7 separate regions of the Mus musculus genome follow, and all the other regions are linked to region 3. A link is a contact called in public HiChIP or PLAC-seq and promoter capture Hi-C data. All regions are on one chromosome and are shown on one strand. Each heading gives the region's core, a stretch centred on a gene start, on an enhancer-like site or on the middle of the called end of the contact. The rest is flanking DNA. Distances are from core to core; before and after follow the strand shown. Region 1 holds the start of Traf6 (TNF receptor-associated factor 6). Region 2 holds the start of BC016548 (cDNA sequence BC016548). Region 3 holds the start of Pamr1 (peptidase domain containing associated with muscle regeneration 1). Region 4 overlaps Ldlrad3 (low density lipoprotein receptor class A domain containing 3). Region 5 has its middle 34 kb from the start of Commd9. Region 6 overlaps A930006I01Rik (RIKEN cDNA A930006I01 gene). Region 7 holds the start of Elf5 (E74-like factor 5).

The links. Promoter capture Hi-C pulls out the DNA fragments that hold promoters and counts their contacts. HiChIP or PLAC-seq counts read pairs in DNA pulled down with a chosen protein or histone mark.
Region 1: an H3K4me3 HiChIP or PLAC-seq map of stem cell-derived neural progenitor cells shows a contact between it and region 3, with 5 times the contacts expected there. The contact joins the promoter of Traf6 here to the promoter of Pamr1 in region 3. A contact is called at or near these places in 3 of 39 promoter capture datasets (cranial neural crest, embryonic stem cells and hippocampal neurons) and 3 of 115 datasets of contacts at active chromatin or transcription factors (embryonic stem cells, extraembryonic endoderm stem cells and stem cell-derived neural progenitor cells).
Region 2: a promoter capture Hi-C map of hippocampal neurons shows a contact between it and region 3, with 6 times the contacts expected there. The contact joins the promoter of BC016548 here to the promoter of Pamr1 in region 3. A contact is called at or near these places in 9 of 39 promoter capture datasets (the 3T3-L1 cell line, the C10 cell line, the HPC-7 cell line and 5 more), 1 of 484 Hi-C or Micro-C datasets (bone marrow-derived macrophages) and 1 of 9 other capture datasets (macrophages).
Region 4: a contact with region 3 is called in a promoter capture Hi-C map of hippocampal neurons, with 2.8 times the contacts expected there. The contact joins the enhancer-like site here to the promoter of Pamr1 in region 3. A contact is called at or near these places in 5 of 39 promoter capture datasets (cranial neural crest, embryonic stem cells, hippocampal neurons and 1 more), 1 of 484 Hi-C or Micro-C datasets (cerebral cortex), 2 of 115 datasets of contacts at active chromatin or transcription factors (extraembryonic endoderm stem cells and trophoblast stem cells) and 1 of 9 other capture datasets (embryonic stem cells).
Region 5: a promoter capture Hi-C map of hippocampal neurons shows a contact between it and region 3, with 4 times the contacts expected there. The contact joins the enhancer-like site here to the promoter of Pamr1 in region 3. A contact is called at or near these places in 9 of 39 promoter capture datasets (the C10 cell line, cranial neural crest, embryonic stem cells and 4 more) and 3 of 9 other capture datasets (adipose tissue, liver and macrophages).
Region 6: a contact with region 3 is called in a promoter capture Hi-C map of hippocampal neurons, with 7 times the contacts expected there. The contact joins the enhancer-like site here to the promoter of Pamr1 in region 3. A contact is called at or near these places in 4 of 39 promoter capture datasets (the C10 cell line, hippocampal neurons, liver and 1 more) and 2 of 115 datasets of contacts at active chromatin or transcription factors (bone marrow-derived dendritic cells and pancreatic cancer cells).
Region 7: a contact with region 3 is called in a promoter capture Hi-C map of hippocampal neurons, with 3 times the contacts expected there. The contact joins the promoter of Elf5 here to the promoter of Pamr1 in region 3. A contact is called at or near these places in 2 of 39 promoter capture datasets (the 3T3-L1 cell line and hippocampal neurons) and 1 of 9 other capture datasets (adipose tissue).

What each region holds. Positions count from the first base shown.
Region 1 is chr2:101,677,109-101,679,933 of GRCm38.p6, forward strand. Traf6 (TNF receptor-associated factor 6) reads left to right here and starts at 1,312. Exons shown (of 7, transcript NM_001303273.1): 1 at 1,312-1,512.
Region 2 is chr2:103,387,713-103,390,504 of GRCm38.p6, forward strand. BC016548 (cDNA sequence BC016548) reads right to left here and starts at 1,332. Exons shown (of 3, transcript NR_130965.1): 1 at 1,298-1,332; 2 at 366-599.
Region 3 is chr2:102,548,620-102,551,373 of GRCm38.p6, forward strand. Pamr1 (peptidase domain containing associated with muscle regeneration 1) reads left to right here and starts at 1,402. Exons shown (of 11, transcript NM_173749.4): 1 at 1,402-1,645. The coding sequence starts at 1,573.
Region 4 is chr2:101,982,293-101,985,002 of GRCm38.p6, forward strand. All of the region lies in intron 4 of Ldlrad3 (low density lipoprotein receptor class A domain containing 3), which reads right to left. Among named protein-coding and RNA genes, the nearest start is that of Gm39888, 8.3 kb to the right of the region's middle. Within about 2 kb of position 1,424, at least 105 of the 459 cell types and tissues checked have an H3K27ac peak or open chromatin away from gene starts, as enhancers often do. A contact at or near this core is called in cerebral cortex and hippocampal neurons, where this site is marked.
Region 5 is chr2:101,918,990-101,921,689 of GRCm38.p6, forward strand. No RefSeq gene overlaps it. Among named protein-coding and RNA genes, the nearest start is that of Commd9, 34 kb to the left of the region's middle. Within about 2 kb of position 1,297, at least 16 of the 459 cell types and tissues checked have an H3K27ac peak or open chromatin away from gene starts, as enhancers often do. A contact at or near this core is called in hippocampal neurons, where this site is marked.
Region 6 is chr2:103,345,964-103,348,813 of GRCm38.p6, forward strand. The region is part of intron 1 of A930006I01Rik (RIKEN cDNA A930006I01 gene); the gene reads right to left. Among named protein-coding and RNA genes, the nearest start is that of A930006I01Rik, 25 kb to the right of the region's middle. Within about 2 kb of position 1,583, at least 34 of the 459 cell types and tissues checked have an H3K27ac peak or open chromatin away from gene starts, as enhancers often do. A contact at or near this core is called in pancreatic cancer cells, where this site is marked.
Region 7 is chr2:103,422,774-103,425,599 of GRCm38.p6, forward strand. It overlaps Elf5 (E74-like factor 5), which reads left to right and starts at 1,295. Exons shown (of 7, transcript NM_010125.3): 1 at 1,295-1,415.

The DNA.
Region 1 (2,825 bases), core at 62-2,561, 870 kb before region 3:
GCCAAGGCTACACAGAGAAACCCTGTGTTAAAAAACCAACCAACCAACAAACAAACAAACAAACAAAAACAAAAAGAAATAAACACAGAACACCTGATCTTTTTGAAAGCCTCTTGCTAAGTTCTCCCACATCAATTTTTTTTATTAGTTCACCTTGACAACAGTGTGTAAGGTACCACCCATGATGTAAACCTGTTCTATGATTTAGGAAGTGGAAGCTTGTAATGTCTGTCACGTGACTAACTTGCTCCAGAGGTCACACTAATAAATGAAGGAAATCCAATGCCCTGCCTTTTCTTTTCTCTGTGCCTCTCTCTCTCTCTTTTTTGTAGTGTGCGCATGTGTGTGTGTGTGTATGTGTATGTACGTGCACTTGCACACATGTGCATTATGTGCATGCCATTGTGTGCACTTGTAGTTCAGAGGACAACTTTTGGCAATAGGTTCTCTTCTACGGTGTAGGTTCTGGAGTTCCAGCGCATATCGTCAGGACTAAAGTCATGTTTCTTTACCCGCTGAGACATCTCACTGGTCCTTTACCCACCACTGACTTTGTAAGATGATCCCTTTTTGCATACCTCAGGAGTTTACTTATATAAGTGGAGGGGACAGCTATACGCAGAGTATTGCAATTCAACTTGCTTCCTTCTACTTCTTAAACTGCGTGATGAGCACACAGAAGCCTGGGTGTAGCTTTTTATACTCTTCATGCCTTAAACATTTCAAAGCACTTTTTAAAGGGGATAGAGGAAGAATTGAGTTTGAGTTGTACTAGATTCTTATGTTTGAAAGAATCCTTCTACTAAGATGTCAGCAAAAGATAGTATTATTGATATTTACTGCACATATTATTTCCTAGATGATTTTAAATAACTTATTTACATGTATCTACTTACCTTACCTAACAGCCTTAATACACAATAATACCTTTCATATCAGATGGAGAAGATGAGTCAAATTTTCAGATGAGGGTGAAAATCTTTTGGGCATCTATTGCATTGTGCCAGTTACAATCCGTAGATATTTGCATCCAGTTAAACTGAGAACTCAAAATAGCTCTCCCGTGACAATGTTGGAGAATGGGATCATGCAGATGGCAGCAATTGTGAAGAAATGTTTCATGCATGAGACGACTGTTTTGCACTGGTCCGAGGAAGGGCTACGTGATTAATGTAAGGTTCTGCCTATTGAGAAAACTTCTTTGCGAGGAAGGGCGGGGTAAGGCTTCAGCGTGGAGGACCACAGACAGGGGGCGGCCTCTCCCGCGGGGCCTCTTTGTCCCGGGGCGCGCTCCCCTCCCCTTGCTGCTCCTAGCGAGCTGAGAAGGCGGAAGCAGCGGCGGCCGCGGCTGGGGCTGAGGCTCCGGCCGTCGGCGGACGCAGCAGCCGCGGCCCACGAGCCGGGAGTTTGGCGTCGGAGCCACTTGGTCTCGGAGTGCCGTGTATGTAGGCGACGCGGCGCAGCCCGGGGAAGCCTTCCCAGTTGGTTGTGAAGTCTCAGCGTGTACGATCGGTGAGTGAGCGGCTTCGAACTAGAGTTCCGGCGGCCGCGGGCCCGGGAGAGTCACCCCCGGTTCCCCACGGGACAGGGACCTGTCGCCGCGAGCCCTCGCTTCCCACAGATAGGACTGGCCATCTCCACGTCCTCCCTCGGGTCCGGGACTCCGCCCCCTTGCCCCCTCTCGTCTGGGTAGCCCTGGGACCCCCTGTCTCAGCACAAAGCCACCTCTGTCCCTGTCGCCTGACAGGTGCAGGATGCGCCCACAGTCCTCCCACGAGCCGGAGGAGCCCTCTGTGCCCTCCCCGGGACTGCGGGTCTCCCCTGCTCTAGCCCCACAGGTCCTGAACCCGCCCCTGGTTTAGGAGCCTCTCCTGGCGTTTCTGTCGCCTTCCGGCACACGGCATCCCTCTCCCCAGCCCCTCTCTTCCTCACCTGGTGTTTTCCCCTGTCCGGGGAAGGAAATCGCCTGCTGGGTTTTCCCGTCCCTTCCAGCTTAAATTAAGAAAAGAAAAGAAAAGAAAAGAAAAGAAAAGAAAAGAAAAGAAGAAAAGAGAAAATCCCTTCAAACTCCCAGAGTGCAGGGGAAAACTTTTTGTGTGCCCTTTTAAATTCGAGAGCGGTTCTAACCTAAGCAGCAAGTTTAAAAAAAAAAAAAGTACGCTGACACCAATGTTCCCCTCCCCACCCCTGCGCTCTCTCGATTGTTCCAGACGCCGTGTTGCTAAAGCTGTTCCTAGTATTTGGCTTCAGGGGAACTCCGGATGAGACTTAGACTGTCTTTGTGTGTGAACAGAAAGCACCTAACGCTTGGATGTATAGGATTAGCTTGTTTTCTGAGAGCAGTCCGCTAGCCTGTGACAGACGTCTAGAAACGAGAACAATTTGTCACAGCCGAAGTATTATATTGGCTTTGAGACTTGAGCTGCTGGCCTTTCATACCTCCTTTGAGGATGCCGGGGTGGGGAGAGCTCTTTTTGGTTTTTGAAATGGAGGGTAAAGAGGTGTCATGTGACTCGAGGAAAGTGTTTGAACCAGTGGCTTAGCCACATGATAGATACAAGAATCATATTTGAGTTTCAGCCTTGATGCCCTGTATATACTATTTCAGTATTATAGCCCTGTTTTACTTGATATCTGCTCCTCATCAGTTTTAGTCACTTGACTTGTATAAAAGAGGGTCCAAAATTCTTGGGTTTTAGAGATGCGAACAATCTTCGAGTAAGGAAAAGATCCTTGAATTTGAGTTCAAAGGTAAATTACATCAATCGAATGTTTGTATTATTTCTTAACCATTGTAACACATTTTCGGATCTTTGTATTTTAAG
Region 2 (2,792 bases), core at 82-2,581, 840 kb after region 3:
AACTTTCCAGAACCCTGGCTATTGCCACTCTTGCCACTCAATCCTTCATACCTTCAGCTTCTTCATAGTGCCTGCTTCAAAACAGAGTGAGTTTGGAGAGGCCTCACTGGAACGTCCTAAATCTCCCCACCCTCTCACCTGTAAGGAGGCTAAGATTGGGTCTCTATTGGAGAATTAAGACTCAGGATGTCAAAGTGACTCTAAAGGGAACAACCAAAACAGCTGACCTTCTGCCAATTACAGAGCCTAAGCCAGCTCTCCACACACACAACGGACCCACCCACTGACCACAGGCTTCAGCTACCCTTAAGAACCAGGCCTGCTTTTCCATCTTCCCCTGAGCACCACCCTAGCCCAGGACTCACTTCTCACACATAAGGACTCTTGAGTGCAATAAGTCACCAGTTAACATGAACTCTGAGAGGTCCAGTTATCATAGCTGATGATCTTGCTGGAGTGAATTCTTATCTTCAGGTCAGGTTGTTTTTCACTAGAAATGAATCAAAGTTGGGCACAGGACCAGCTACCTCAGGAGTATCAAGGGAGGACAGGTAGAACACACACACACATGCCCTCACGTGATAGCTGTTCCCAGCAACCTGAAATGGAAAGGCGAGCAAATTAGTGAATTATTCACACACTGAAAGGAGTTTCAGAACACACACAAACAGCCCAACACTTGGAGCATCTAAAGGAAGGAAAAGGGATGTCACATGAGATGGTAGCCACTAGCTCCAGTGCCATGCTGGCTTGGCTAGGATCCTGGCTCAGCCACTTCTTAATGTGAACCTTTGTGAGAGCTGCTCTCTCCACATTCAACTTGTTCTAACCATAAGAATGGAACAACAAAGCCAGAATCATGAGGGTTCTCCAACCACCACTCCAGGATTTCAGTGTGACTCTCAGAGCCAAAGGCTGGGGACACAGAAAGAGCCCAAAGAGCAGGGGTACAGAATGAGAAATCACAGGATCCTCAGCTCCTGCAGAGGGAGAGCCTTCCTTAAGTTAGGACAGGAACAAAGCCCTGGATTCTCGGAGGAGGAGAAGGATGTTAGAATCCCAAGAGTCCAGCTGAGCAAGCAGGTCAGAGCCAAGTTCAACAAAGACAAAGGCCACGATCATCTAACAATAGAAAGTCAGAATCATTTTAAAACCCCATACACCAAGAACAAAAATAGAGTGGCAGGTGAGTGATTCTAGGTGAGACCTCCCTATGGAGCATCTCCACAGAGAAGCTACCAACAGAATACCAGGTCAGGGACGTGAAGACTGCAGCACAAGCTTCCCTCAGGCTTACCAGGTAAACAGCATGGTTCACATCCAAGCTCTGCCATGACTAGCTATGTGACCTTAGGCAAGTTGTTTGACTGATCTGTGTCATCGTTACCTAGCAGAGAAATGGGGAGAGAGTTTGAGCTTGACTGAATAGGAGCATTGTAGGAATTAAATGTGATAGTATCTCTGGGATTCTTGCAACATTATTCAGAACACAGAACTCAGTGGCTGCTGGGCATTAGCTACAATCAAGGTTATTACAAATATTAATATTAGTGCCCTTCTCCAATGGCTGCCAAGGAAACCACCTAAGAAACAGCCCTTTCTGATTTTTATGGGGCACAGGGAGTAAGGGCAAAATGCATCAAGTTGTGAAAAAAAATGGACCAAAACATAAAGGTGAGTGCACTTGTCAGGGCCAACAGGATCCTGACGTGGCTACTAAACATCAGAAGAGTCCTGAACATCAGAAGGGGCTTGCAGGACACCATCTACACTGCTCCTTGATCTGCATTATCGGTCCCAGCATGGACAATGAGTCTTATATTTCAGATTTATTTTCCCTGTGCACATAAAAGATGCTCTCAATCTTAGCACATAATTGGTCCCCATCAACTCTTGGGGGTGGTTTCTTTCCTTTATGGTGCCTGCAAAACTCAATTCTAGCTTCAATACTGTGGTTCTGTGTGCACTGAAAGTAATATAAATCTCCCTTGGTGCCTATCAGCACTTTTCCCTATTCCATACTGAATCCTAAGCAATATTTGATTAGAGCTAACAGCTAATACACCACTGACTCTCAGTATGGGAAGCCAGAACCCAGGGTCTGGCTCCTGCCCTGGCTGTCTGCATTTCTTCTTCTGCTCTTCGGTTCTCTCACTTATAAGGGATAATCATTCATTCACATCTACTTTTCTATGTTAGTTCTATGGATTAAATTACACAAGAATCAGCCTCAATTTAGCATGCAGCACGTAGTGAAGGGCCCACACACTACAGTTGCCATTGAAGGCTTATAGCAAACCTACCTCTTAAGTCTTTCAGCCTGAAACTAAAACCCAGAGAGGTCACTCCACCAACTCAAAGTCTCCCAGCTATACCCTGTGGTGCCCTTTGCCAAATGAACAGGTGTCAGCCTGCTGGAGAAGCTTTGGCGGCCTCTTGGGGAGAGGAACTCGAGCAAGCCTCAGCCCTGCCTGCAGCTCTCCTTCTGAGAAGAGGCTGGTTCTCAGGAAGCCCTGCACACAATGTGGAGCCACTTCTGCTCTGGGCATCAGTGCCCTGCTTCAGTCTCAGGACCTCAACTGGGCCAGTTTCACAAGCAGATTGTTGGCAGGCCCCATGGTCTCTGTTACTAGAGACTGAATGGCCAGTGAAAGGGAGCCATTGTCTGGCCTCTGAATGAAGAATACCCCATTTAGAGAAAGAATTTGCCAGGTTTCTCACAGAGAAAGAAGACAGCAGCAGTGGAGAGAGAACAATGCTGACCATTCACCAGATTTTTACTTAACATCAAA
Region 3 (2,754 bases), core at 152-2,651:
CCTAAACAATTTAAAGTGCATTTTGTTGGTTAACTTTGCCATACATACTTTGAGCAAAATGAATAAGTACAATTTAGAGACTAATTCATATATATGCATTGTTTCTCAAGGGCACTGGTCAGGTTCAACCTTCTTTCTAGAAAGTTCTCATTATTCTCCTCCGTGGATGGAGATATTACTTTTCTCACTAGCCCTGAAGAATCATCCACGCCTCATAACTTTGAGTTTTAATCTAACATCACAAACTAATATTGGCACATCCCAAAGTCCCAGGTCTAAATTAGACTCAAGTATATTATGCTTTGCCATTCGTAGCTCAGTGATTTCATGCAAGTGACTTAAAATCTGAATCTTTTTGATTCCAGAATTTATAGAAAACGCTACCGATTGTACGTCTTGACTAATGGTTAAACTTACTTTTATGTGGGTATCACCTTTGAAGCTGTACACCATAGTGATTAGGACTACCGTCTGTGGATCTGATAATCATAGGCTCAAACCTCAGAGCTGTGCCCCTCACTTGTGTGACCTTAGACTCTCAAGGACTCCTTTTCCCTGTTTGTGGAATAGAGACACTCGGGTCCTGCCTGTATGCTCTTGGGGAGTATCTTGTGCTGCCCCACCATCATGAACTCAGATCAGGATTTCCCAGTAGCCTGTGTGTGCAGTTGCTCAGAGCAGAAAAGGGGAAAGAAAGCGCTTGGAGGTAGAGCAGTGTTGAGAGGGGAGTGCAGGTGGGTTTACTCTATCCTCCCATCGCCTGTTGGGGGAGGGCATACTCGGCCTTATATGGAGGTGGGTGGCAATTTTTAGGAGTATCTCCTTCTATGGATTTCAGGAAATAAACTCTGGTCCTAGTGCTTGAACAGTAAACAGCTCTGTCATTCTGTTGGGCCCCAGGCCACTCTTCTAATCTGTCTCTGTCTGCCTAATTTAGGTGACCACAACCAATACCTGCCCCAGCCCCCCATTCCAGCCTTCCATGCCACCTTTCTCAGCCTCTTCCATAAGCCTCTCATCTCAGGTTCTAGTACCATCCTGCCCTCTCAGCCTCCCATCCCAGTGCCATGCTAGCCTCCTAGCCCAGCCTCCAATCCTCCTTTCTCCTCTCAGCTTTCTAGCTCAGGTGCGGGATGTTTGAATGAGCATCCTCCCTAGCCTCCTCTGAGAGGTCCCGCAGCCATTCCTACTTCTGGTCCCAGTCAGTGCTGCCTGCCACACATCTCTACCTTCACTATCAACAAAGGTTGATCACGGAAGTCCAGCGAGAAGGAGCGGGCTCTGGTATCCCGCTGTCCCCCGTAGATCGCTGTGCACTGGCCTCCAGGCGTGGTCACGACTCCCCGGGCCTCTCAAGGGTTAAGAGGAAAGCTTTGGGCTGACGTCGCTCTGGCCGAAGGTGGTTCCCCTAGCTGAGGGTGGGAGAGCCCGGCGGGCTGAAACCCGAGCTCTGTTTCAGCTGGAGCTTGGGGAGGTCCCGGCAAGAGCAGAGCCCGCTGCCCTGTTCTCGCCTAGGCATCCCTCCAGTCACTCCCCTCCAGTCACTCGGTACCGACACAGCAACGGGAAACGATGGAGCTAGACAGATGGGCGCAGTTGGGGCTGGTGTTCCTGCAGCTCCTTCTCATCTCATCGTTGCCAAGAGGTACTGTTAGTGACCAGGAGCCCTTTGCGGGGTCTGATGGGGAGCTGGACAGGTTGGGGTTGTTCCAGCGATAATCTGGGGTTTCTGGCTGGGAGCTGGATGCTCCCGTTGTCCGCTTTAAGAACAGGATGATATTCCTAATTGTGGGACTAAACTATGTCTAAGCTAAAGAAGAGAGCTCTTGTGCTATCTATCTATCTATCTATCTATCTATCTATCTATCTATCTATCTATCTATCTATCTATCTATCTTTTTTTTTAAAGGACCACATTCCCCTGGGAAGCCCATTCCCTGTGAGTTACTGGCTCTGATTTGCAAAGTCAAAGTTTCCTGGGAAAGTAGTCCCGCAGGGTTGAAGAACAGGGATTGGGTGGGCGTTTCTCCAATGAACCCTGCTTGATAAAGCTGTAAGGTGGGAACTCTTTAAAGCAGACCCCCAGTACAGGAGCTCTGCTCGCTCAGAAAATAGCACACATCCTGGGGAAACTTAGAAGAAATGGGCAGTCTGTTTCTGGGTGTACAGCGTTTGTTTTGAAAGAGTCCTGGCTCCTTTGTTTCCCACATGTCGCGTATTTGTCACCCACAGTTCATAGGGGATGGGCTCCTACGGGCACAAGAGAGATTGGGACATGACAGCACTTTAGGCATCCTCTTGACAGATTGCAGAGCCAAAGCCAGGCAATGACAGGTCTCAAAAGAGGATCTTAGTAGGCAGGGAGCAGGGACTTCTGTCTGTGTCTGTGTGTCTGTCTGTCTTGGGTGGCGGCAAGGGTGAGGTGTGAGGTGAATGAAGCCCTGCTGACGGGTTGGGGTGCAAGGAGGTGAAGCTAGAGGCTACAGGTGTGAGGTGTGGAGCGGGAGAGGTGAGGTGAAAGCAGAGAAGGTAACCTCCCAGATGAGCAAGCACAGCTGCGATTTGCCTGAGAGGGGTGACTTTGCTTAGGAGAAGGCAATCCCTTCCTGTAGCCTTTCTGTACTGGCTGGCAGTACCCTGTGTTTTGTACAAAAGGAGGGGTCTTTGCTCTAGCAGGTGGGTGGCAAGTGCCCAAGAAAGACATGAGAGTAGAGCACTGGCCTGCTGCAGAAAGAGAGACCACAGCCTTCAGAG
Region 4 (2,710 bases), core at 174-2,673, 570 kb before region 3:
CTCAGTATGGGAAGTTGCAGAGGTCGGGCTTGAATCCAAGTCCACCAGTGTTGCAGATCCTGAAGACCTTTGCCACAGCGCACAGGGGCTTTGCTGGCCAGGGAAACTGCAAGAGGCCTGAGCTGACTTTAGCGAGAAAAGCCATGGAGGTAGAAAGGCCTGAATAAGGTGGAAGTGTCATGGAAGCTTTTGAAGAAAGTGGGTCTTATTCCACGCCAGTTCTTAAGTGATACTTTAAAGAGGACTTTGGGGGAGGGGACTATGACAGTAAGCAGCAGGCAGAGGCAGCAGCGACTTACGTGGAAGAGAAAAGAAGGTTCCTGCTTGGACACAGTAGATAGAGAAAAGGCAAGAGGTAGTGGTACCGGGTCTTAAATAACAGGCTGTAGAATTTAGTCTTATAACCCCAGAGCGTTCCCCAGCAGGGATGGGCAGGGATAAAAGCAATATTTGGGAGTAAAACTCTCTGATGGCTGAATGTGACATGAGTTCTAGCAGAAAGAGAGTGGCCAGGCAAGAAGGAAGTGGACCCCAAAGGAGACACAGGGTATGGAGGTTTTAAAGCAAGGAAGTAACAATTTTCTGCCCAACCCAGTTGCCACTGGGCGCAGATGCTGGGATCAGAAACACATGCACATCAGCTCACAGGATGTTCACCACAACCCCAGGGATGCAGCCTCACCCCATTTTAAAGAAGAAAGAACAGAGGCTTGCTAAGTATCAAGTTGGGCCTATGAATGCAGTTTGGTCTGGTTGCACAGTCAATGCTCAGAGGCACCAGACAGAGATCGTAGTGGGAGCTCTGCAGTCTTGGTAGCTGGCCACAAGCCTGAGACCTCATCTAGGAAAGGGGGCGCTGCTAATCCACCACAGGGTGCCAGGCAGCTGGTTTAGGAAACACAGTCTGCATTTGCAGCTTGGAGAGGACTGTGTTGCCACCCACACCCCTGGATTGAATCCCAGCCGTCTGAGAGAGCAGGAGAAAAGAGAATCGATCCTATCTGGCTCCTCAGATAGGCACCATGTGGCTTTGCTTTGAAGACCTGGGTTACATTATAGCTTAGCCCACAAAGGGCCCTTGTGATGCCTGCATGTGACCCGGACCCATTGGGATGGCACCTCTGCCGCCTCCTCAGCTTTGTGGTTGACCAAAATGTTCAGAATAAGATTTTTCAATAAATGGCTCATTCTGCAGTTACTCTGCAGAGAAAAAAAAAGTCAGGTCACAGGCTTCTGAAATGTCACCCCTGCATCTGTCCTTCCACTGCTGCAGAGGCTCCAAAGCCGAGAGCTGGGTGCAGAGAGGTTCGGCGCGCCCAGACCATCTGTTGCATGGCTGAGAATACTTGAAAGAGCCGTTTCTCGCACAGCTCAGTGTGCGCGTGGCCTCAGCCTGTGGCCCTGGCTCTCACCAGCGCATTTTTGGGATTCTTTTTTTTTTTTTTTTTAAACAAGTCACATGTGTGCACAATTTAAAGAGACTAAGAGCTGTGTGGAGCTTGATGAAAGTTAACAACATTCTCTGACTCTCTCTAGAAGCAAACATTTCCCCCAATTTTAGTGAGATGGATCTTAGGCTGTCTCTAAGTACTTAGCTTATATTGCTTCTCTTTGATTCACCCTTGTTAGGAATTACCCACTGTCTCCCCACTGTGGAAGATGAGGATTTAGCTGACACTCATCACCATCCCTGCCCTCGGCATGCGCATGCTCCTTAAGTTCCTGGTTACATATACTCTTGATACCCATTGCTTTTGTTATCTCTGGCAAGGAGGCATTATGAGTGACTCATAGTCTAGTAGTATAGCTTCAAGACTTTACTTCTGGGAGAACATTTTTTTTTAGTATCCTATGTATCTCTCATGAATCCAGAGGCAACCTCGCCTCCAGCTTTGTCAGCCTCCTCTGCTGTGTACTTTAAGCCGTTACGTGTCAATCAAGTGAAATTCCCAGGAAAAGTTGTACCTACATTAGACACCGCAGGACTGACTGTTTACAATTTCAATGATCATGGAGATTTGGAATGTTCTAGGCACAAAGTCAAAGTATACTGGGTATGTTTAGCTCACCTAGAGAGCCATGTATTGCCTACCTCTGTGTGTGACTAAGATCCTTGTGACTATTGCATAAATCCATTTGGAATTTATGAACAGACCCCAGTCTTCCAAAAGCCCAAAGCTAAATTGCGATTAGCCCGGCTTGCTGTCTAACTGCCTCCTTGATGGTCCACCGGTGTATTTAAAGGATATCCAGAGAGCTGGAGAGACTACTCAGTGGGAAATGCACTGGCAGCTAGTCTAGAGCAGTGGCTTTTAACCTGTGTGGGTCGTGACCCCTCTGGAGTAGTAGAAGGACCCTTATGAAGAGGTAGCCTAAGACCAAGGGAAAACACAGATAATTACATTTATGTTCCATAATAGTAGCAAAATTACACTAATAAATTAGCAACAACATAATTTTATGGTTGTGGGTCATCACAGCATAAGGAACCCTATTAAAGGGTCACAGCGTTTAGAAAGATTAGGAAGCACTGTTCTAGAGGACTATGGCTCAACTCCCAGCACCCACATGGTGGCTCAGGAATTCCATGACTCTAAAGATCTGATGCCCTCTTCTAGCCTTCAGAGGTACCATGTGCACGCACACATGTAAAATACCTAAATGTGTAAAAAAGTTGTTCTGAGTTACGATTACTGCCAAACTATAAAAT
Region 5 (2,700 bases), core at 47-2,546, 630 kb before region 3:
ACTCTGAGGCCTAGATTGGCAGAATAACATATCCAAGGGGACAGGGATGAGGAGTAGAAATGACAGGATCAGATGGGTCTATAGGCTCTCTCTATGTATTCAGCTAATCATTGTACTAGTTAGTGTAAATCAGGATGATAAAGTTGAACTTGGGCCAAGGCTGGCCAGCAAAGGCCCTTCATGCCTTCTGAGCCTGCTGAAAATCCAAAGTCTGCTAATGGTCCACAAGCACTTATTGAGCAGACAATACCTTGTGGTATTTTTTTCTGTCATCAATTTTTTTTTTTTACTAATATAGAGTTTTAAATATATTGCACTAAAAATCCTGGGGGAGATGGCTTGGTTAGTATACTGTGTGGCACATAAGCAAGAGAACACTTGAAAGCCAGGTACAGCTTTGTATTTATAACCTCAAGTCTGGGGAAGGGGACGGGGATAGACAAACCTCTGGAGCTCATTATCTCGGGAAGGGGACAGGGATAGGCGCTCATTGGTCAGCCAGTTTACCCCAACCAAAGAGCCCTAGGTTTAGAGAGAGACCCTGTCTCAAAAATAACATGGAGACCAATCAAAGAGGACACCAACTCAGATCTTAAGTCTCTATATGCACATACATATATACACACTTGCATGTGCACACGCTCACAAGAACACATATTTATACCACATGCACATGCATACATGCATCTATTATATAATTGGAATAATAATTATTCTGGTTACTGAATTTTCTGGCGCTCCCCTAAATCTGGGTTCAAGACAAGTATCTCACTTGACCTGCTGAACCGTACAAGGTAGACACACAGGAAGTAAACTACCGGACATGTTTAGATGGGGACACTGAGACTTGAAAGGTATATCAGGAAATATACCCAAGCTCACGGTGCAGGTATCTGAAGCTGGATTCAGTCCCAAGCCTCTCAGACCCCACAGCAACTTTTCTTTTCTCCCCACCCCCCTCAAGCTTCCTTAGGGCCTTTCTCCACCCAGACTCACTGGATCCCATACCCTAAAGGAAGACTGCAGCCCAAGGTCAAGAGCTTTGACTGCCCCAGACACCCCCTGGCAGTTTCCTGGATTTAGCCTATGTGGCAGAACCTGTGGTTCACAGAGCGTGGTGACTGTTCTCTGGCCTGCAGCAGCCAGGGGATGAGAAGGAGAGGCTGTCTCAACATACAGAACTCTGAGGCCCTGAGGGAGGAGCTGTTCCGCCTTCCCTGAGGTTGGACTGAAGGTGCCTAGGTAACCCCTCTATTTCCTTCTCCCTCTCCCAGCCCCCAGCAGCAGCAGCTTGTGGGAGAATACAAGCCTCAGTTCTTTGTCTCTTCTGTCGTGGGTTTCCCAGCTATCCTCTGCAAAGCCACATAATTTGTGGGATGGTAGCAGTGTAGACATTCTTTCAGGGAGCTGATTTGTTTTGCTTCTGTTTAGGGCCTCAGCTGGGTGTTTAATGTTGCCTAGGAAACCATGGATCTTGGGGAGACTGGAAAAAGGCCCAGTTTCTTCCCCATCCCTTACTAGCATACTATGTCTTAGCTCTAGCTGAGGGTCAGAGGGGTCCAGAGCTCTCTGCAGGGTCCACTTTCATTCAATGTCAGGAGCTTGGGATATATTAAAACAACAACACTTTGCTAGCCCACTGGAAAAGGCTCAAACATAGGACCTGGTAGCCACATTTGTCCAAAATATAAGCCATTCCCCTCATTATCAGGATGATTAATAGCCATCATTTCATCTGAGAGCCCTAGGTCACTTTCAGGAATCTTTGTCACCATCTCTCAAGGTAATGCCACCTCAGCTCCAAAGATTGGCATTACATGTCTTTAGAGGTCCAGGATTTGGCCTCTATCTGGAAAACATGTTCAAGCCAGGAAGCCTTTCAAAGAGATATAGTGAAGCTTCCGATTGATTTCGGACCTTGAAACACAAAGTCTGAAGGATGTGTTGGCTCTGTCACTGTGAATGCTCAGCCCAGGAGGGCCGGCCTGAATGTTTAAGGAAGCAGAAGAAATAACATTGAGGTGATATTTCATTTGGCTGTGTACAGTCATCTATGGACACATAACAGGTTGCCTCAGAACTTAATGACTCAAAAGGAACATATTTATTATCTCATGGTGTACTGGCTGGTTTTGTGTGTCAACTTGATACAAGCTGGAGTTATCACAGAGAAAGGAGCTTCAGTTGAGGGAATGCCTCCATGAGATCCAGCTGTAAGGCATTTTCTCAATTAGTGATTAAGTGGGGAGGGCCCCTTGTGGGTGGTGCCATCTCTGGGCTGGTAGCCTTGGGTTCTATAAGAGAGCAGTCTGAGCAATCCAGGGGAAGCAAGCCAGTAAGTAATGTCCCTCCATGGCCTCAGCATCTATAAGAGAGCAGGCTGAGCAAGCCAGGGGAAGCAAGCCAGTAAAGAACATCCCTCCATGGCCTCTGCATCAGCTCCTGCTTCCTGACCTGCTTGAGTTCCAATCCTGACTTCCTTTGGTGATGAACAGCAGTATGGAAGTGTAAGCTGAATAAACCCTTTCCTCCCCAACTTGATTCTTGGTCGTGATGTTTTGTGCAGGAATAGAAACCCTGACTAAGCCACATGGTAATTGTCAATCAGGAATCCAGATAGTTCAATCAGGACTTCTGTCTCAGGTCTCTCAAAGGCTAAAATCAAGGTGGCAGCCACATCTGAAGACTTTTGGGGAATAT
Region 6 (2,850 bases), core at 333-2,832, 800 kb after region 3:
CTCACCACCCCTGGGCCACCATGTCACAATCGGAAAATGATAAGATGCTGACTGGTGCTCTGGTCCGAAACTCTGACAAGTGCCTCTGTCAGAGCCTACACATGGGAGAAAGTGTCATAAGCAACTTCATGGCAGGAATGCTAAAAGATCTGCTCTGGAGTTAGGCAAAGCAGGGTGTGATGTTGGCTCTGTGCCTTCCAGCTGTGTAACCGTAGGCGAGTTATTTACCTTCTCTGATTTACCCTATTGGACCTGTAACACAGACAGAGTAATAACTGAACCAAATTTGTCAGCAGATATCGGTAATCCAAGCACTGTGGAAACTGAGGCGGGGGGGGGGGGGGGCATTTCTCCTGTGTTCCAGGACAGCCTGAGCTGTATAGACAGACAGCTCCTGACTCAAAAAAATGGCAGTAGGATCTATTTCATGGTGTTGTTGGAATAATGTGGCTCTATGATACTAACTGATTAAAATGGAGACTGATCTACAAGAAGCACTAAATAAGTACTTATTATTATCATTATTAGCTGCAAAGCATCTACGGTGAGATGTGAGATTGCTTGGCGAGTTAATAAGCGATTACTTGGAATGACTTTTCTCCTCTACCGGATCACTTGGCTGCTGGATGGCTTTGAACATATTCATCTGCTATTGGAACCTCAACCACTGCAGCATGCCCGGGTTTGCATAGACACTGGCGCTTGGCAAGCTGGAGCCAGGAAGCTTAAGAAGCTATGCTAGCTCATCAAAGAGCATGAGACATTGGGAAAAGCCATTTAAAGTCAATTGGGCTGTTTACATGCAAAGAAACTTAGCAAGAAGACAGACTCCAGAGACCTTCCTTGCTCTGACCTCAGTTTCCCCATCTACAAGAGAAGGCTCCCATCGCACTGTCTCTCTCTGAATTCCTTGCCTGCAAAGGAGGTCCTTGATTCTGCCAGGACAGTCTTAACAGCCAGCCCTGGGCATGTGTCTGCAAGGCCAACTTCTGCAAGGCCAGGCGGCACTTGGCATGGGCCAGAGTTTTGCAGGGTTCTTCACACAAACCTTCCATCTAGGGCACATCTCCATGACCTCTGCAGCTTCCTAATACCCAACAGTTCCCATAGCTCCCTGATGACACTGTCTGCAGCCACTGAAGACATCTTCAATGAAGACCTCAGTCCTCACAAATATGCCTCCTTCCAGCAGGTGCCCTGTCTGTCTGCATCACTAACTTACCCAGAGTTTTCAGAAAGAACGTTCTTTGCTTCCCTATTGATATGGATATTATTTTGCACTTTAGGGGAGAACAAGTGTGTGTGTGTGTGTGTGTGTGTGTGTGTGTGTGTGTGTCTCTGTGTGTGTGTGTGTGTGTGTGTGTCTGTGTGTCTGTGTGTCTGTGTGTGTGTGTGTGTGTGTGTCTGTGTGTGTCTGTGTGTCTGTGTGTCTGTGTGTCTGTGTGTGTGTGTGTGTGTGGTTTGTCTGTGTTAAAACTTGGCATTTTTCCAAAGCAAAACCTTGCTTTAGGGTTAGGAAGACATTGCCATCTAGTGGCTGCATGCAGAAGTAACCAGACTGCAGCCAAAGAGTCCCTAAAGCTTGAATCCAACTCACTGACTTTCCCAATGTCAAGAGAGGGTTTTGGACTGTCGAGACTGGAACACACAGACCTACTGATCTCCCCGCCCCCAGCAGGGGAACCCCATCCCCTGGCCTAAAATGCTCCTTGGACTGAGGCTGGCAGGACCAGAATTGTTTCCATCCCTTGTGCCCCCTCCTGCTTTTTATCAGCATTGCGGGAGGCAGAAGAGAAAGATCAGCCATCTCTCCTGGCAACCGGCTAAAGGCTTTTCTGAGATAAGGAGGAGGCAGATAAGGAACCGGAGGGAGAGAGAAATCATTGATGGGGGAAGTGAAATGTCTTTCTTGTGTTCCCAGTCCAAGGATGGTGGCTCATGCTTTAACTCTAAAGCAAATAATGGAAGACACTTTCAGTTTGTGAAGCTTTTTTTTTTCTCTAAAATATCGATTTTGTCTCCCCCCCACCAGCCTAACTCATTGTACAAAATAATGGGTGTCATTAAGATGTTTTCAAACATGTATTAATGTGCTTTGGTCATTCACCTCCTGTGTTACCCTTCTCCTCTCTCCTAACCCCAGTCTTTCTCCCAATGGTAAGGATTAGGGATCTCAAAGAAGTAACTTCAGAAAGGAAAACCCATCACTTATGCAAAGTGTGACAATCCATTCTTGTGTAAATGGAGCCAGGAATCACAGACCTCCTTAGTTCCAACGCTTGTATTTGCATATAGCTTTGCAGTTCACTACACGCATTAATGTACTTAACATTCTTTAATCTTTACAAATACCCCCATGGACGGAATTATTAGTCATGAGCGACGAGGAAATAGAGCTTGGGAGACATTGAGCAATTTTCCTGAAGTCACACAGCTATCAATGGCAGCACTGGCTTCTCTTGCTGTCCGGACAACGTGCCAAGTGCTTCTGAGGAAACTATGGCTTCTCCCATAACTATGGCTTCTGGGGAGCAGCTAGAGAGTCTGTCACCCCGAGTTATCCCTGCCTGTCACCTACAGCCCCCCAGTCTCCCTGCAACCACTCCTACAGCTGTTTGCCTGACTGCCCAGCATGTTAGAAAACCCTATGACCCTGGCCATCATTTACAATTGGCTTAGAGACAACGCTCACATTTTTTGAGAGAGCAGCACAGCAGGGCACAGCATCACCCTTGCTTGGCGGTGATGGGGCCACCAGCCTGGATCTGTTGTACCGTTGGGAGAGCTTTCTGTGGACTTGTTCTGTCACCCCCTACCAGATAGTGCTTTGGTAAATGTCCTGATATCGAT
Region 7 (2,826 bases), core at 45-2,544, 870 kb after region 3:
CAACAAAATGATTAAATAAATAAATAAATAACTTAATCCCGTTTTCTCCTATTACTGTTGGGAGAATTCTGACCCAGAAAAGCTGGCTCTCCCACCTAAGGTCCCAGAGCCAAGCCAGAGCCTCAACAGGCCACTTATCTTGCCCCGACTATTTTTCCATGATGACACATGACTCCTCACATGAACTGCCTTTTGTTTCTTCACGCCGTTCGGGTGTTTGGATTTGAGTGTTTGTGCCTATGCCCAGTGTTCCCAAGAAAACCTAACCAACCAGTCAATCTCTGCTTTCCACTTCAAGATCACAGAGTCTGCAGTTTGAGCACCTTGGTGTCTTGGCTGCCTGAGATTGAGAGAGGAACGGAACCCACGAAAGGGGGTTATGAACACTCCTCCCAGATGACTGCCTAGGCCGTCATTTAGATTTGAGAGATGTCCTAAAAACTGGGTAGTTCTCAGTGAGACAGCTGACAGCTTGCAAGCCAATCAGGACCCCCCGCCCCCGTGTTGTTCTGGATGTTTGACACTGCAGCTCCACGATCCCTTCATATCGCCATTTCTAAAACAGAGGACACTGGGAAAGGGGGAAAGCTGTCACATGGCTCCTGTATTCAAACATGGCGCCCTTTGGGTGCTTAGAGTGGAAAGGCCAGTGAAAGCACTGCTCCCTGACTCTCTCCCTGCCCCCTGATCGGAAGGTCCCCACCAGGATCAATAGAAGGAAATATGTAGCGCCCAAGGACAGGCTTCCAGGTGATTGGCTGACATTACCAAGTATGGCCTTCCCAGCAACCCAAGGACAGATTCCATTATTGCATTAATCTGATGGATCCCGGATATGCTCATTAACTTATTCACAGTAATGCAGCCAGAAAATGACCGGCTCAGAATTTGATCCCTGAAGCACCTTTATTCTTTACCACTTCTTGGCACTGCTCTTCTTTCCTAACACGCACAGAATAGGGGATAACACTACATACAGAGGTTCGGGACTTGGCCAGCCCAGGCAAAGGCTGCAATGAACAGACACCAGGCCTGAATTTCCTTCCCTCCAGCTTGCTCAACGGAGACTGCTCCAGCCAGCACTCCACTTATCCCCCCGGGGGCAAGAATTCTCTGCTCATTTCCTGGGTCCCCTCGGTGGGTGGTGGGAGCTGGGCACAAAAGCAGGAGAAAGGTAAACTTTCTGCATGTGAAAACCACCCCCCACCCCCGAGGAGCCGTGTCACACCGTATGTCACCGTCATCAAAGGGGCTGTGCATAAACCTGAAAAACCAAACGGACCTGTCTGTAGGTGTCACTTATATCACACGGCTACAGGTGCCTTTATTTCTACAGTCCGCTGGTGCTGGGAGCGCGCTTGCCTTCTCTTGCCTTGAAAGCCTTCTGTCTGGACCTAGCCACCACTTGTCTTCACGTAAGCAGCTTTTCTTTGCTCTTTTGAATGAATTGAAAGGGGGTGTCGGGGCTCAGAGACTTAGCTGGGGCCTGGGACTGAGTCTCTGTTTCCAGCTCCCACGGCAGCCCCTCCGTGAGGAAGCCAGAGTGCCTCCTCCGGGGGTGTTTGACTCAGGTTTGACGGCTTGCCGGAGAGATTTTTTTTTGTCTCCTCCGGGAAGGTGGCCACCCACCCTCTTCACCGGCCCCCACTTCCTCTGGTTCCACTAAACCAAAGGCAGCTGAGAGAATGTGTACAGGCGCTTAAATCTCTGCCCATCCTTTAGCTGCCTTTAGGAGGAAGCCGGATTCTGCACGGATAGCCAGCTCAAGAAAAACCCACCACCTCCCCCAACCCTGGCCTCACCCCTCAGTTCTTTGGAGGGCCTGCTCACCAAGCTGCCCCTCTTGATACAGAGAATGGTATTCTTACTGTTTAAGGCTTTTTTTGTTTTTGTTTTTGTTTTTTTAAGGAGTTTGTACAAAATAGTTTAAAGGAATCTCATTTGGCCCTCCCACAGCCCCTTAGGACAGAGTGCTTCCAGAAGAGAAGTGGCTAGGGTTTTTTTCCACTGTATTCTCAAACCTTATCAGTCTGTATGCGTTCAGGGGTTTGTGCGCATTTGCCCCCTACTGGCAGCAACTGGAAACACATGCTCTCCCGCATCTGCGTTAAGGTAGGAGAATTTAAGACAGAATAGGGGTCCTAGATCATTATGCACTTAGTCTCCATTTTACAGATGGGGCAACTGAGGCACAAGAAGGCCCGGTAATTTATAGAGATGGTTTTGTGTGGTAGTCCAAAGACTCAGACCCAGGCTGTTACACGTGCTCATCCACACGGAAAGCTTCATTCTCCTGCCTTCATTCTCTCGGCAAGGGTCTTTCTATGATTCAGTGTATTGGGGACAGCAGCTTTTACAGTTTGGTTGCCTCCTCTTCTCAAAAGTCTTCAGAGTGAAACTTTTTAGCTACTCAATCAATGTTCACTGATTTTATTAAATCCTCAGGACGCTCAGCGGACTGTGTGTTGAGATGTCCATTTTAAGGATTCGGAAGTAGGTTATCAGAGATGGTCATGAGTACTTACAGATTAGCAGACCAGGATGGGGAAAAAAATCAAAACTTTTAGCACGCCTGCAAGAAAGTCAGAGGTTGCAGCAGGCTAGGCAGGAATTGTGCCCTCCGTCGCTTGCTTTGTGACTACCGCAAACAACACTCATTCTCTGCGTCTTTAACCTAAAACTTGTGATCTTCCGATCGAAGCCCACAGCTTCCTTCTATGATGTTTTAGAAAAATATAGCTTAAAAAAAAAACCAAACAAATGAAGTCCTAAATGAGCTGAAGAAAAATGAAGTATTGCTCAATAAGGCACTGGCGAGTTGGCTCC